Regions from separate parts of the Bombyx mori genome. Here region 2 is linked to region 1. The links are chromatin contacts, called in public Hi-C maps. All regions are on one chromosome and are shown on one strand. Each heading gives the region's core, a stretch centred on a gene start, on an enhancer-like site or on the middle of the called end of the contact. The rest is flanking DNA. Distances are from core to core; before and after follow the strand shown. Region 1 overlaps COPA (coatomer protein complex subunit alpha). Region 2 overlaps LOC101738149 (disintegrin and metalloproteinase domain-containing protein 12).

Evidence for each region. Hi-C and Micro-C count contacts between places; a contact is called where the count stands out from the background.
Region 2: a contact with region 1 is called in a Hi-C map of middle silk gland, with 1.9 times the contacts expected there. The contact joins two enhancer-like sites. A contact is called at or near these places in 3 of 7 Hi-C or Micro-C datasets (middle silk gland, posterior silk gland and whole pupa).

What each region holds. Positions count from the first base shown.
Region 1 is chr26:3,502,190-3,509,391 of ASM3026992v2, forward strand. It overlaps COPA (coatomer protein complex subunit alpha), which reads right to left. Exons shown (of 21, transcript NM_001172721.1): 3 at 7,057-7,202; 4 at 6,359-6,496; 5 at 5,414-5,577; 6 at 4,565-4,702; 7 at 3,444-3,530; 8 at 1,931-2,126; 9 at 565-717. Among protein-coding and RNA genes, the nearest start is that of COPA, 6.5 kb to the right of the region's middle. Within about 2 kb of position 2,057, at least 3 of the 8 cell types and tissues checked have open chromatin away from gene starts, as enhancers often do.
Region 2 is chr26:3,745,204-3,752,843 of ASM3026992v2, forward strand. It overlaps LOC101738149 (disintegrin and metalloproteinase domain-containing protein 12), which reads left to right. Exons shown (of 17, transcript XM_038020719.2): 13 at 1,092-1,189; 14 at 3,994-4,108; 15 at 4,920-5,015; 16 at 6,763-6,892. Among protein-coding and RNA genes, the nearest start is that of LOC134201472, 12 kb to the left of the region's middle. Within about 2 kb of position 1,253, at least 3 of the 8 cell types and tissues checked have open chromatin away from gene starts, as enhancers often do.

The DNA.
Region 1 (7,202 bases), core at 807-3,306:
ATGTAAAATTTTGTCATTAGTAAATAATTGTAAGGTAGCGCCCTCTATGAATTGATATTTTAATTTCACGTATAATCCTAAATTAAAATTCACTACAAGAGCTTTCATACACACGTTAGTATTAAAAAATCTCACAGATGGCGCTGTATTAAATAGTATGTATATTTCTATCTCATTCTTTGCTGGCTTCATCCTACACATTTTTGTATTTGTGTCTCTTACCTGTCGTTTTTTCCGTTGCATCCGGTTTGAAATCACAACGATTCTAAAGAAGTTTTCACTTCAAAATAAAAAAATTCAGCGAAGCACTGATCTTGCTAGGACCTTGCTTGCTCTTGTTAGCAAATTCTCTCAGGTTGAGCCCGTGAGCTCACCTACCCATCCGGGCTTAGCTGGAATAGACCCTTAAGCTCCAAATGAATAGGTAGGAAGAAAAAATCAGTACATTCCAATTTCAAAAATAATATAGCAGTTACCACAGTGCACGCACGCATACACGCACGCATGCACGCACGCTTGCACGCATTCACGTACCGTAACAGTAACAACCCAAATATTACTCACGGAAGCAATGGTCCTCTTCTGTTGTACGTCGAGCAGCTGCACGGAGTCGGCTTCGCGTAGCAGCAGCATCCCCGTGCCGGCGTACATGATCTCCTCGCAAGTCGGAGTCGAGATCTTCTTCGACACTTCGTTCTTCAGATTCCTGATCACAAGCTGTGGCGGGATGCGAGATTATCGTAAAACATTTAGACGCCTGATAAGATGATCAATGAAATGAAAAACCAATGTACAGTGCGTTTAAAATAAAAATGTGCACGTCAATGACCTTTTGCAGTAAAAAATATGGACAGCGACAACAAAAAAATTATCTTCTTTTTTTAGTCAATTTTTTGCATAATTATGAATACTATCCTATATAATTTTCATGAAATTTTGAGTACTGGTCGAGGTAAATTAAACATGAATTTAGATTATATTCAAAAAAATAATTCCACCTATTTAAAAATTAAGGCTGCAACACTGTCGGGCCCTATAATCTATGTATGGGACGAAGATGATGATGATTACTCAAGCAGTAGGATGAATGAAATCGGCAATCTCGAAGGTTTGGATTATAAATAAATATTTTAAAATTCCTACCTTTTTTACTGACTTTACCAATTTTTTTCGATTTGACAGCTATGACGTCACAATATGACGCAGGTCCATGCAAATTCTTATTTGAAACGCATTATATAGTTATATTCGTTAATGCGACAGCGAGTTGCATTTTTTTTTACTGCTCTTTTTGGCAGACGCGTACACGGTCCACCTTGTGGCGAGTGGTAAGACCTCTTGTGAGTCCGCGCGGGTAGGTACCACCACCCTGCCTATTTCTGCCGTGAAGCAGTAATGCGTTTCGGTTTGAAGGGTGGGGCAGCCGTTGTAACTATACTTGAGACCTTAGAACGTATATCTCAATGTGGGTGGCGCATTTACGCTGTGGATGTCTATGGGCTCCAGTAACCACTTAACACCAGGTGGGCTGTGAGCTCGTCCACCCATCTAAGCAATAAAAAAAAAACTCGTTTGAAAGGACATGTCATAGCGCTCCGGAAACACCGTGGAGGGGAGCTGATTCCAAAGCCGGATGGCACGTGGCAAAAAATGTATCTGGAAACGCACTGTGGATGACCGCAGTGGCTCCAGGTAGTATGGATGAACTCTACTCCGGTGGCGGGCGGTGCGATGGTAAGAACGAGATGTTGGGATCATTTCAAACAATAAACCAATTTACAAATCAACAAACAATCTAAAAACCAAGCAATTTTTTTTTATTGCCCTTGTAGGCTGAAGAGCATACGGCCCACCTGATGGTGAGTGGTTACCGTCGCCCATGGACTTCAGCAATGCCAGGGGCAGAGCCAAGCCGCTGCCTACCGATTACCTGGTTGTTCTTCTCTAGTGCGGCGAATCGATTCCTGGCGACCCAGATGGCGGTGGTGGCCTGCCCCCTGGCCGGCTCCGTACCCTCGGGCACGGCGCCGCTGTGGTCCCGGGGCGCGGCGTACAGCTCGTAAGAGCAGTTCTCACCGTTGCGCCACGTCACCAGCACGCACCACTCGGCGTGGTTCAACGACATGCTGAGCGCATAAAACACCGTAAAGGCTTCGTCAAACAGAACGCGTACTTAGCGCGCGTCACAACGCTAAACTGACGGCGCGGTATGACGCCGAGATGTGTTGCACTACTATGGTAATATACTGTCAAACAGAGGCCCAGCCACCCAGCGCTAGCAGTACGCAACGCCCTGTCAAGGCGTTAGCACGCTTTGACGTCAGGCGTTGTAATTTTTTACAAACTTAATTTTAGCGTCCGAGTGAAGGTGTATTAAAATACTGGATAATGCCCGAAAAATTGATAATATTAGTTAGAAAATACCCATGCTTATACAATGCCACATCTGAATCACTCGACATCTTTATACTTTTAAATTTTCACACTGCTATGGAAAGGCACTATGATTTGGCGAATGTTACGTTGCGTCAAGGAGCGTTGGGCTCATCTAGTCAATTTGTGTGACATGAAAAGAGCGCGACGTTAAAACGCAGCGCTAAGTACGCGTTCTGTTTGACGAAGCTTTAAATATACCGGAACAACCAATACAACGCCCACATTATGTAACCTATCGATAACTTTGACCTATCAATAAATTTTAAGCTGTAGGCAGCAGCTTGGCTCTGTCCCTGGCATTGCTGACGAACATGAGCGACGGTAACCACTTACCATCAGGTGGGCCGTATACTCGTCTGCCTGCTAAGGCAATATTTAAAAAAATAAAAAATTCTACACGTCGTCGTGTCGTCGTCGTGGCCTAAAGGATAAGACGTCCGATGCATTCGTGTTGAGCGATGCATCGGTGTTCGAATCCCGCAGGCGAGTACCAATTTTTCTAATGAAATACGTACTTAACAAATGTTCACGATTGACTTCCACGGTGAAGGAATAACATCGTGTAATAAAAATCAAACCCGCCAAATTATAATTTGCGTAATTACTAGTGGTAGGACCTCTTGTAAGTCCGCACGGGTAGGTATCATCATCTTGTCTATTTCTGCCGTAAATCAGTATCGCGTTTCGGTTTGAATGGTAGGGCAGCTATTTTCCTATAAAAACTGAGTTAGAACTGATGTCTTAACGTGTATGGCGGCATTTACGTTGTAGATGTCTATGAGTTCCACCACCACTTGACACCAGGTTGGACCGTGAGTTCGTCCGCCCGTCTAGGAAATAAATAAAAATCTCACTTACAGGTTGGAAATTTTATAAAAAAAAAAAACATGTTTTACTCTCCTAATTCTCGCACAGGTTTTACAATTTATGTTGTCACACAGTACCCGCTCCGAGCGTGAAGATAAACGGTACGTTATTCATGAATTAAATTCTCATTAAAAACTCACCTGTAAGGCTGTTGGCGACCACCGCCCTTCGACAAGTGCATAACTGGGGCGTCCCGGTTGGTCAGCATGTCTAACTTACGGAGGTGTCTGGAAAAACAACACAATTCATCTCATTATATAATCTAACTAGACTCAACTCGACTGAAGTTGTCCTCTTTAATGTAATATTGACATTAAAAAAAAATTTATTGAACGGATTTGTAAATCTAAACCATATTTACAAATAACACACACAAAAAAGTATTATGTCATTAGATTTAAATCACCAATTATTATCGTAATCACTGATTATTTAAGTAATTTGACCGTCTTTATGATTAAAATCAAGTCAAGTCAAGACCGAAATCCTCATATTTCAATGTTCCCCAAAGTATAGTGCCCACCGTGAGTGACCCTCTATGCTGATAATTATGAATATAAACTATTTTCAAATAAACTTGATCAAAATAAAAACACAAACCCCTTAGATTTTAATCACTAATTATTATTGTAATCTTCCATTGTTTAAGTAATTTAACCGTCTGTATGATTAAGATGGTGCCAAGTCAACAATGCAATGGGACATATTTCAATGTTCCCTGAAGTACATTGCCCACTGTAACCTTCTATGCTGATAGTTGTCAAAATAAACCATTTTCAAATTATATTGATAAAAAAAAGACAAAAACCTATTAGATTTTAATCACTAATTATTATTGTAATCTTCCATTGTTTAAGTAATTTAACCGTCTGTATGATTAATATGATGCCAAGTCAACAATGGAGTTCACATATTTCAATGTTCCCTGAAGTACAGTGCCGACTGTGGCCTCCTGTGCTGACGGGCCCACGAGTCCACGGGCCCAAGAGTTACTGGTGGTAGGACCTCTTGTGAGTCCGCACGGGTAGCTACCACCACCCTGCCTATTTCTGCCGTGAAGCAGTAATGCGTTTCGGTTTGAGGTGGCTGGGGCTGCCGTTGTAACTATACTTGAGACCTTAGAACTTTACTTTTCAAGGTGAGTGGCGCATTTACGTTGTAGATGTCTATGGGCTCCAGTAACCACTTAACACCAGGTGGGCTGTGAGCCCGTCCACCCATCTAAGCAATAAAAAAAAGTATCAAGATTACACTCTTGTACCTGTTTTTAATGTAGAACAGCATATTGTTGTGAACTGCATACGCTGGACGCTCACGTTGCAGCTTGAAGAGTACCATCCCACCGTCGTGTCCCGCCGCGAACAAGTTCAGCGTGGGGTGGGACGTCAACACCCAGTACCTGTCAAATTGACACTGTTTGTACAATTTCCAATGTACAATATCCACCAAATGCCTATATAGAGAGTGCTCCAATATTTTGGTCATATAGCAAGAAAACCCTCTGACAACCTGGAGAGACTCATAGTGACGGGTAAAGTAGATGGAAGACGATCCTGAGGTCGGAGCCGAAAAATATGGAGTGACCAAGTGTCCGAGCATCTGAACATGAGACTGAGCCACGCACTTCACTGTGCCACTGACTGACAAAAGTGGCTACAAATTACAAAAAAAGGTCACAGGCGGGCGCATCACGATGCTCAGCAATGACCGATCGAAGGAGGAGGTACAATATCAATACTTTTCGAAAAAATGCCGCACCCATTTTTTTCAATGTCCATTTCTAACATAAGGTTATGTGGTTACCGCAACCCATAGACATGGAGATCGAAGACGCAATTGTATTTTACTAACGGCTGTCCCCCCTCTTCCTCCCTCTGCCAAAACCTATTACGCCATAAAAATAAATTTTGTTTGTTACCCCTGTAAAGTTTTTAAGAAAATTCCAATTTCCAATCCAATTTTTTAGGAAATTCCAATTTTCGAAAATCAGGTCTAATTATTAAGATTCGGAAACCCATACGTTAACAGTTGAAATTTCTAAAAAATATCCCGTTTACGACCTGAAGAGAAAGAAGATCAAACCAGCTTCACGATAAAATAATTCGTTTACCTCTCGTGTTCCCTTCTAAAGGACTGCAGGAGGGTCCTTTTAGACATGTCCCAAACTCTGATATAAAGATCCTCGCTGTTAGATATGATGAGTTCGTGTTTCGCGTGAAACAAAACACAGGAGACATTGTTGTAGTGGCCGCGACATGTATCCACTTCCCAGGCCTGGAAAAGTGGCATATAATTCAAGTTGTAAACTCTGAGTACATCATTGCATGTGGGGAACCACTGAGGTGTTTGGTGAGGGTGGTTTACTTCTAGGAAGTGGTGGTATATCATTGGCAAAGTGATCTTGAGAGGTAATTTTGTGGATAGCAGCTAGTCTCGGCATTCAGTACTCAACTTCAAGTTTATTAGAAATTTAGTATAAACATATTGGACATTATTATATGAATTGTAGAAATAGTTTTTTTTTCTATGCTATTCTATCAGCCCATGGATGTCCACTGCTGGACATAGGCCTCCCCCAAGCCTCGCCACAAAGACTGGTCTTGCGCTGCATGAAATAGTTTATCATTTATTATTATGAAATAATTAAAATAAATAAGGTTTTCAGACAGATAGCTTTTAAATATTTTAATCGGACTCAGACAGAATGCTTTGTCACTTTCCTGCAAATCGATTTTCGCTAATTTGTTAGGCGGCTATAAACTATGACGTCATTATTCCAGATGATATAATGAAGCTTATAATTTCCGTATTCTTGAACAGACTGACTTTGTTTATATTTAATTTTTTTTTCTCCATCTTATCCCACTAGGTGGGGTTGGCATGGCACTTTGTTTATATTTAATAATTTTCCTAAATTAAAATAATTTCTTTATTTAATTTGGTTCATTAATCTAGTAGTTATTAAAGAGATGTACATATGCTTATTTATTAATAAGGTATTTGTCAGACATTATTGGTGACAATGACCTTCATAAACTATACACTAAAGCCTTACCTTAGAATCATTCATTCTCCAAAGCTTCACTTGTCTGTCATCTGCAGCAGATGCGATCAATGGTAAAGTAGGATGAAAACAGGCCCAGTTTACACCCCTATCGTGGCCCTCCAAGACGTGCTTCACAACAGCATCAGCCTGCATGTACAGTTGCTTTAGCAACGGAACCGCAGGGATTTTGATTAATAAAAATAATTAATTAAATAAAATAAAAAATCATAATAACAAATAGCTGTTTTTTGTTTGAATGAGATGAACAGAAAATATATTTACAAAGAATGATTGGATGATTGTGTATGGAGGTTTGGATCAAATAAAAAGGATGTATTTGGATCGTTTTGGGATGTTAGTACAAGTAGATATTCAATAGATACTGGTTAAAAGTAAATAATTACAATAAAACAAACAAAATATAATTAATACATATTTACAAATCAATAATATATGCTGGGTATATATTTTTCATTTTCAAAGAATTATTTTAACTCACCAAAATCCCAATAAAGATAATTTAAAAACATTATTCAGTACATAGTCGACACATAGTGTCATGCTGTGATTAAAGAAAATTAAACATATGGACATCTTGTAGATTAACCCTAACTTCGGGATCACCATTACTTCCTCGGATATTTTGAATGCATAGCCATAATCCCTGATGAAAGCAGTGACACCAATTGACCAACCACTAGCGTTACCTGTCCAAAAAGATCTGTTGCTTGTGGATTCCTTAAGTGTTCAGTCAGTCCAGCAGGTCCTGGAGCAACACTCTTTTTTCTCAGTCCAGAGAAATCCCAGACTCTTACAGACTGGTCTAATGAAGCAGAAACAAGAAGATCTTCAG
Region 2 (7,640 bases), core at 3-2,502, 240 kb after region 1:
TTGTTGAACGTCAAAAGAACTATCGCCAATTCACAAAAACTAGCCTCCTTCTTGAGAAGAACTGGCAAGAAACTCAGCGGGCGTCTTTCTTTTTTAAATACATATTAGATTTTTTTTTAAATATCCATTTTTACAATGAGTATTATAACGTAACAATTATTACAATATTGAAATGCCCGGAGCGAGCAACTCATTCCCACTTTGTGCAATCTTCTAGCCCACCTGGTGTTAAGTGGTTACTGGAGCCCATAAACATCTACAACGTAAATGCGCCACCCACCTTGAGATATAATTTCTAAGGTCTCAGTATAGTTACAACGGCTGCCTTACCCTTCAAACCGAAACGCATTACTGCTTCACGGCAGTAATAGGCAGGGTGGTGCGGACTCACAAGAGGTTCTACCACCGGTAATGTTGTCGTTCTTAATTCTCAGCGGCCGCTGGCGGCTTGTTCCTTTGTAATCTGTTACTGATGTCCCTGAGCAACGGAATATGTTATTAAAATTTATGATCACCGAATTTTCGTTTTGTGTCGCGCGGTGACTTCCATGGGGAATGCGCTGAAAAATTGCTGAGGCGATTTCGTCTTCCTTTTAAACAGGGTTGAAGGGGCAACGACTTGGCTGAGCCTCTGGTATTGCTGATGTCAATTAGCGACGGTAACTGTTTACCACCACGTGGGCCGTATGTCCCTCTGCAATGCGCGTATCATAGATCGCAAGTGATATCGCAATGTTTTGATGGTAAAAAGCCATCGCTAATGAGAAAAAATACTAAGTAACAGAAGTTGTACTTTTTATGGCATTTGGGGGAAAAAATGAGAGTGTATTTTTTGTATACGATGATGGACTGCGCGTTGTAACATATAATTATATTTCATTGTGAAGATTTGGGTATTAATGTTTAAAGTTAAATATAATTTCGAATAAAATTATATACGGTTAGTCGGTAAATAATTCAATTACGCCACAGAAGTACAACTTCTTGCGTACTTTCCGTACTAATGTAAACATTGCTTATGGTTGGTTTTTGTTGTTGTTGTTGATTCTACACATAGTAATTTAAATAGAACTGTAATCGAATGAACACAGGTACGATAATACCGTGCCGGACGGCCATCATCGATTTGGGACTGGGAGACGTTGATCCCGGCCTCGTGCCCGACGGAGCCGCCTGCGGGGAGCACAAGGTGAGACGCACAGACGGCCGCACTCATGCGTAATGTTTGTATACACAGATGGCACGATAACGTATTGTCTGTCCGCCGGCAACTTGCACTACATTCAAGGCAGAGATCAGGGTTTGGTTCCGGACGGAGCCGCTTGTGGTGACGGGCGGGTGAGGCTATGTGTCCGAGAAGCGAAACGTGATAACGCTTCCCGCTAGCGGATAATTTGAAGCTTGCCATATGTTGGGACTGCCTTGTCCTTCCCCCCCCAATCCTCCCAATCCACTAACGGTGCTTTTAGGTACCCCAAGCACCGGTCATCGTTCTAGGGCTCGACGAGTAAATTAACCCTCAGACACAGCCCACTGAGTTTCTCGCCGGATCTTCTCAGTGAGTCGCGTTCCGATCCGGTGGTAGATTCTGCGAAGCACGGCTCTTGCTAGGATTCGTGTTAGCAACGTCATCAGGGTTGAGCCCCGTGAGCTCATCTACTAGTTAAGGCTACGCTGATATAGCCTCTCAAGGCTCTCAGCTTAAGTAGGAAAAAAAAGATCCTTTTCCTTTATTCCTTCTCAATCCGCTGTCCACGCCATCTTTTGACACTATAGTAAAAACTACGTGTGTGAAAACGAAGAGTGTGTGTAAAACTTAAACACGGTGCAAAAACGATAAAATTTTGATTCGTTGATCAATCAGCACATATAACTCTCGCCAGTGAGAAAATAGAAAAGATCAACGAACTATGGAGTGAGTCCTAAAACTTTCCTCAGTCCTTTTCTCAGTCCCTAACATATTTAAATTCAAAACCAATTAGTATTAGGTACGGTCAACAGAATAGGCACAATTAAAAGCGTGGTGGTATAGGACGTGTTGTGAGCCCGCACGGGTAGGGACCACCACATGCATACGTCCCACTTTGTAGGGTGGGGCAACCATTTTTCTATAGAACTGAGACTTGGAATTAATTTTGCAAGTTGGGTGGTGGAATTTAAACTGTTGATGCCTATGGACTCCGGTAACTGTTTAACTCTATATGGGCCGCGATATCGTCGACCCATCTAAAAATAAACAAAGAGTAACCACCACAAAGGATTCTTTCAAAAATCACTTTTAACGTACTAATAATTATGTTGTATTTTGTTTATCTCTCGTTCGCTTACAAGTGCTCGCCGCATCGCCAAGCCGTTTCACTAACATTTCAGCTTTATTTATTAACTTACCTTCATCTGTTTTTAATGAATTTACAATTCAAACGTGATAAAAATGTGGTAAATAATATGAATTTTTCTCTGGTAACAACTAATACTATATGTAAAAAATGAATATTTCTTTGTCCAAGTTTTAGGGAAATCGCTCCTCCGAATGAGTTGATTGTTCTGAGGTAATTGAGACAGATAGGGATGGGGGTCATTGTGGGAATTGGGAGACCCTAATATTTTTAACCTCATCTTTGACTGACAGTATGGTGCCTTTGTGATCACCCATGGGTAGGTCCAATTGCCATGTTTAGTTCTGTCGTGAAGCACCATATGGGTGGTGTTATTTATGTAGCCATGCTTATTAGCTCTAAGAACCACTCAATACCAAACGGACCGTGAACTCGTTGGCCCGTCAAAAAAAAACCTAATTTGCTTTCGAATATCGAATAGTTAAAAACTGTCACATTTATTTAGAATTCGTCGAGAGAAATTTGCCGAAACGATTATTTCTAAATTCCCAATGTACTCCGGTGCGATTTGTACCGGTGTTCGAGTTCCGAAAATAGTTACCAATCGCCATAAAAAGAACTAATGCTTGATTCATATTCACGAGACAAACTTCCACGATGAAGGAGTAACATCTCCAAATAGCATTATACACGATCGGTGTTTATCTGTCTCTTTCTCCGCTGTCTATCTGTCTCTTTCTCCGCTGTCTAACTATCTCTTTCTCCGCTGTCTATCTGTCTCTTTCTCCGCTGTCTAACTATCTCTTTCTCCGCTTTCTTCTTTCAACGCATGCAGGTGATTTTCGTACGACTCTCGGTAATGGAAAGAGCGATAAACGAGGAAGGTTTGTTTATACAATTTCTAAATACGTTAGATAAGATTGCTGGACCATCGCGGTGCTATATAAAAAGAAAGGGGTTTCCACGCTAACGAAACCGCGGGCGGAATACTAGTCGTGTAATGAAATTGATATTCGCAATTTTTGGTCTATTTGCGTAATACCTGGCGCTGGGGTGCATTGTAAACCCGCTCCGGTAAGTGCCGCCGTCATCCCTGTTTCCGTCACGAAGCAGTAATGCGTTTCGATTTAAAGGGCCGTGGAAGGCGTTGTACTGTTAAAATTGAGGCTTAGAACTCATGCCTCAACTTGTGTGGCGGCATTTACGTTATGCTAATATCTGTGAGCTCCAGTAACCGCTTAACACCAGGGAGGCCGTGAGCTCATTCACCCATCTAAGCAGCGAAAAAAATATAGTGCGCGTGCAACTTGGTGCACGTGAAAGAAGTGAAACTTCTCTGCGGTGTGTAGTATTGTGATTTTCTTAATTTTTCATCCTTAAGTAAATCAAATTTCTCTTGTAATAAGGAATGGTGTGCTTAAGAAAAACGACCTAGCTCTCTTTGTACTTTCCCTATCTCCACGGTCGAGTGGTTCGCGAGAGGCTCTGCCTATTTTCTCACTCTCACTCTTCCTAAATTGTATCTTCATTCTCTAGCCATAATGAATCTATCGCGAGTTTAATTTTACTTTCAACGCGCCTAAAGAAGTTTCACTTCAAAAATGTAAGAACTGCATGATCTTGTAATAAAGGGTTCCCTTCGATAATCGTTTTTCAGATGTGCTTGAAACAAAGGTGCGTGTCCGTTGAGTCCGTCCGGGAGACGATAGTCAACAAGCACTCGTCGATCTGCCCGTCCAACTGTTCCGGGCACGGCGTCTGTAACTCCGAGGGTGGGTACACGAGCCAATAAAATATTATGGAGGGTAGACGTAAAGAGAGTCATCTTTTTTTTTAAGGAATTTTATGACCTGGTAACTACGACCTTTAGGTCATGTCTTATTTTAATTTATTTGTGTGAGTGATTTTATTTCGTAAACTCTGAATGGTAAGATTATTGATTTATTAACACTCCATTTATGAAAAAGTATCTATCAAAGTATTTAACGGTAGGCAGCAGCTTGGCTTTGCCTCTGGCATTGCTGATGTCCATGAGCGAAGGTAACAACTCACTATCAGGTGGGCCGTATGCTCGTCTGCCTACAGGAGCAATAAATAAATAAACTTATATAATATTTGGCGCTTCCGTTAAGTTTACCCTAATGTGGCGCCACCCTAATTTAATACATTTAGACGGACACATTTCATATACACAGTTGATTCTCCTTACATCTACCCTCCATATAAAATATATGTCATTGTTTTTGATTCTTCAATTTGCGGATACTTTTCTCTTGTGAGTTCGCATGGGTAGATACCACCACCTTGCTTATTTCTGCCTTGAAGCAGTAATGCGTTTCGATTCGAAGGGCGGAGCAGCCGTTGTAACTATACTGAGAACTTAGAACTTATAACTCACGGTGAGTGGCGCATTTACGTTGTAGATGTCTATGGGATCCAGTAACCACTGAACACCAGGTGGGCTGTGAGCTCGTCCACATATCTATAAAAAATAAAAATAGCAGCCCTAGACGTAGGCCTTTTGAGTCGACCCGTAAATATTTGCACGCGATATCGAGTTATCGCCTCGCGTTTGTTCGACAGGTCACTGTCACTGTGAAGCCGGATTCGCGCCGCCACTGTGTGCCTTGCCCGGCCCTGGTGGCTCCGTGGACTCCGGTCCGGCCACTGACCCGACCAGTAAGTATCTACACGTACACTCAAAGAGTCAATTTTTTTAAGGGACTTTATGAACTGGTAACTAAGACCTTTAGGTCAAGTCTTATTTTCATTATAATGAAAACTTTTTTTTAATGAAAAATGATATTATGAAATGAAATGAGATGATATGGGATGAAATATAATCTCAGTAAAATTGTGTAATTTACTGAGACTTTCTCAGTGGACTTTTTGGAGGATCCCGAGAAGTTGAGTTCGGCGGCTTTGTTTTATTTTCCCACATTTGTGCACTTTCACAGATACTAAACAGTTAATAAACCACCGTTATTACACATTTAAACCTGAAGAAACATAGATAAAAGAAAACAAATCACACAACTTCACTCCTCGCGTTCCTCCTCAAAGAGTCAAGCACACTTGAAGTCATACACATAAATTAGTTATAGATAAGCAACTCAAGCATTCAACAAATATTATTCACGGGCGTCAGCCACTAGATGGCTCCACTTCGATTAGTTTCTCATTGCTCCTGTACATGGCAGTGACATATTACCTTTCCTGTATATTATTTTAAATGAAGGTTTTTGTAAATTTTGAAAAACCACAAATTTATAAAATTTAATTTGTCTATAACAAATAAGGACTTGTATGATTTATTAAATTATTTATTTTGTCTTTAGTTCTACCATAATTAAGTACCTTAACTTTAAAAACATATAAGTTTAGGGGAATTCGCTACAAGATGTCGCTAGTTTCCATACAGAAAAATATTTGTCTTAAAGTATCGTAGTTTCAGGGCCCTCCTTGAAGTTGTCGTTAGTGAAGTTTGGCCAAGACAACTTCAGAGTCAGTCGTCGATATCACTATACTACACATGTGTGCGTTATGTTAAAATGATATATTGTGTTATTACAATATGTACATAACTTTTTTATATGTATATATCATTTCAATAATTCAATGAACCTACCACAGCTTTCTCTACACTAGCCTTGTTTAACTAGTAGAGAGTGCCTGAGGCATCAAGTTCGACAATACTATTGTGCATAAAGTCAAATAAACAAGTATAATAAACTTAATAACAGCATTAATATAATGAGCATTCTATTCTTCAAATATTAATTCAAGATTAGTTTGAATGGGGATCCAATGCGAACCCACAACGTGCTGATGGATTTTGCGCCCTCAAACCCTAACAAATAGGGCACTAAGCCCGGTTTTCACGATGTTATTCGTACTTATTAATAACAAGCGGCCCGCTCCTGCTCCGCTCGGGTCTTTAACAAAAATTTTAATGATATTTGACGTTGTTTTATTTTTTTAAATAAAGAACCCTTATTGCGGCATAACCATAATAGTTAGACATATGCTGTCGCGACACTTTTTATAAATAATAATGTGTTCTACAAAGTCGTAGTACATTATTTTATTCTATCATCGCAGGGCACGCGATGTAAAGAATATTTTAGGTAATTTTTTTACACCTTGGGTTACATTATTGGAGTTTTAGTAAGGATTCCTAATTTTTTTCAAAAAAGATTATATATAGCCTATGTCACTCGGCAATAGTGTAGCTTCCAAACAGTGAAATAATTTATCAAATCGGTTCAGCAGTTTCGGAGCCTATTCAATACAAAAAAACAAACAAATCTTTCCTCTTTATAATATTAGTGTAGATGTGAAACTGGTACTATTGCGATTGTGGCTCACCAGATAAAGATATGGAATATATAAGGATCTCTGATATAATAAACATGTTTTGTTACAGTCCAAAGGAACTTCATGGTCGCGATGTACGTGATCTTCCTCGGCATCATACCGTCGGTTCTGCTCGTCATGTTCCTCGTGTACTACTCGAGACACAACGTGCTGTACTGGTGGAAGAAACCACGGAAATCGTACGTAGACTATTTGCTATGTAACTGGAACGCTCCCGACAAGGGCGCTTACACAAACAGATTCAAGAAACGCACCAGCTCGCTCCGCAACTTGCTAAGCTTCAAACGCAATAAGAACGCGACAAGTGAGGCATGCGACGACAACCCACCGGCGCAAACTCAGAAACCTGTGCGCTACAAGATAACGGACTTTAGTGAGAACGGTCAAAAGAAGCTCCTGAAGAAACCTACGAAGAGAATCAACAAGGAGGACATACAGATCGGCTGCGATCCGAAACGGCCCCAAGTGCCGCCGAAGCCGAACGATATTAAACCTAATCTGGTCATAATAAAGCAGGGTTTGGCGTCCACGACTAACGAAATGGTTTTCGTCGGACACAAGAGAATGTATAACGTTGGGAACAACGGGTACGCCGATATGTCCGGTGCTAACGTGAAAGTGCACGGTCGTAACAAAATCTGATATCGAATCTTCATTTAGTACTAAATATATTAATACGTATATTGAGAATTAAATTGTAGATAAGACCTATATTATTAATTCACACTAATTTAACAATAGACGTGAATTCGTTTGGCATGGCGTGATAAAGCACTCACATGATTCAAAGCTCACATGAGCTCACAGTTCACAAACGCGATCGCGGAGCTTGCAAAATTTATTGATAGTAAAATTCGTGGTAAAAGCCTGTTAAGTATTGCAGTTGTCTGTGTAATGTATTTTTTTTATTGCTTATATGGGTGGATG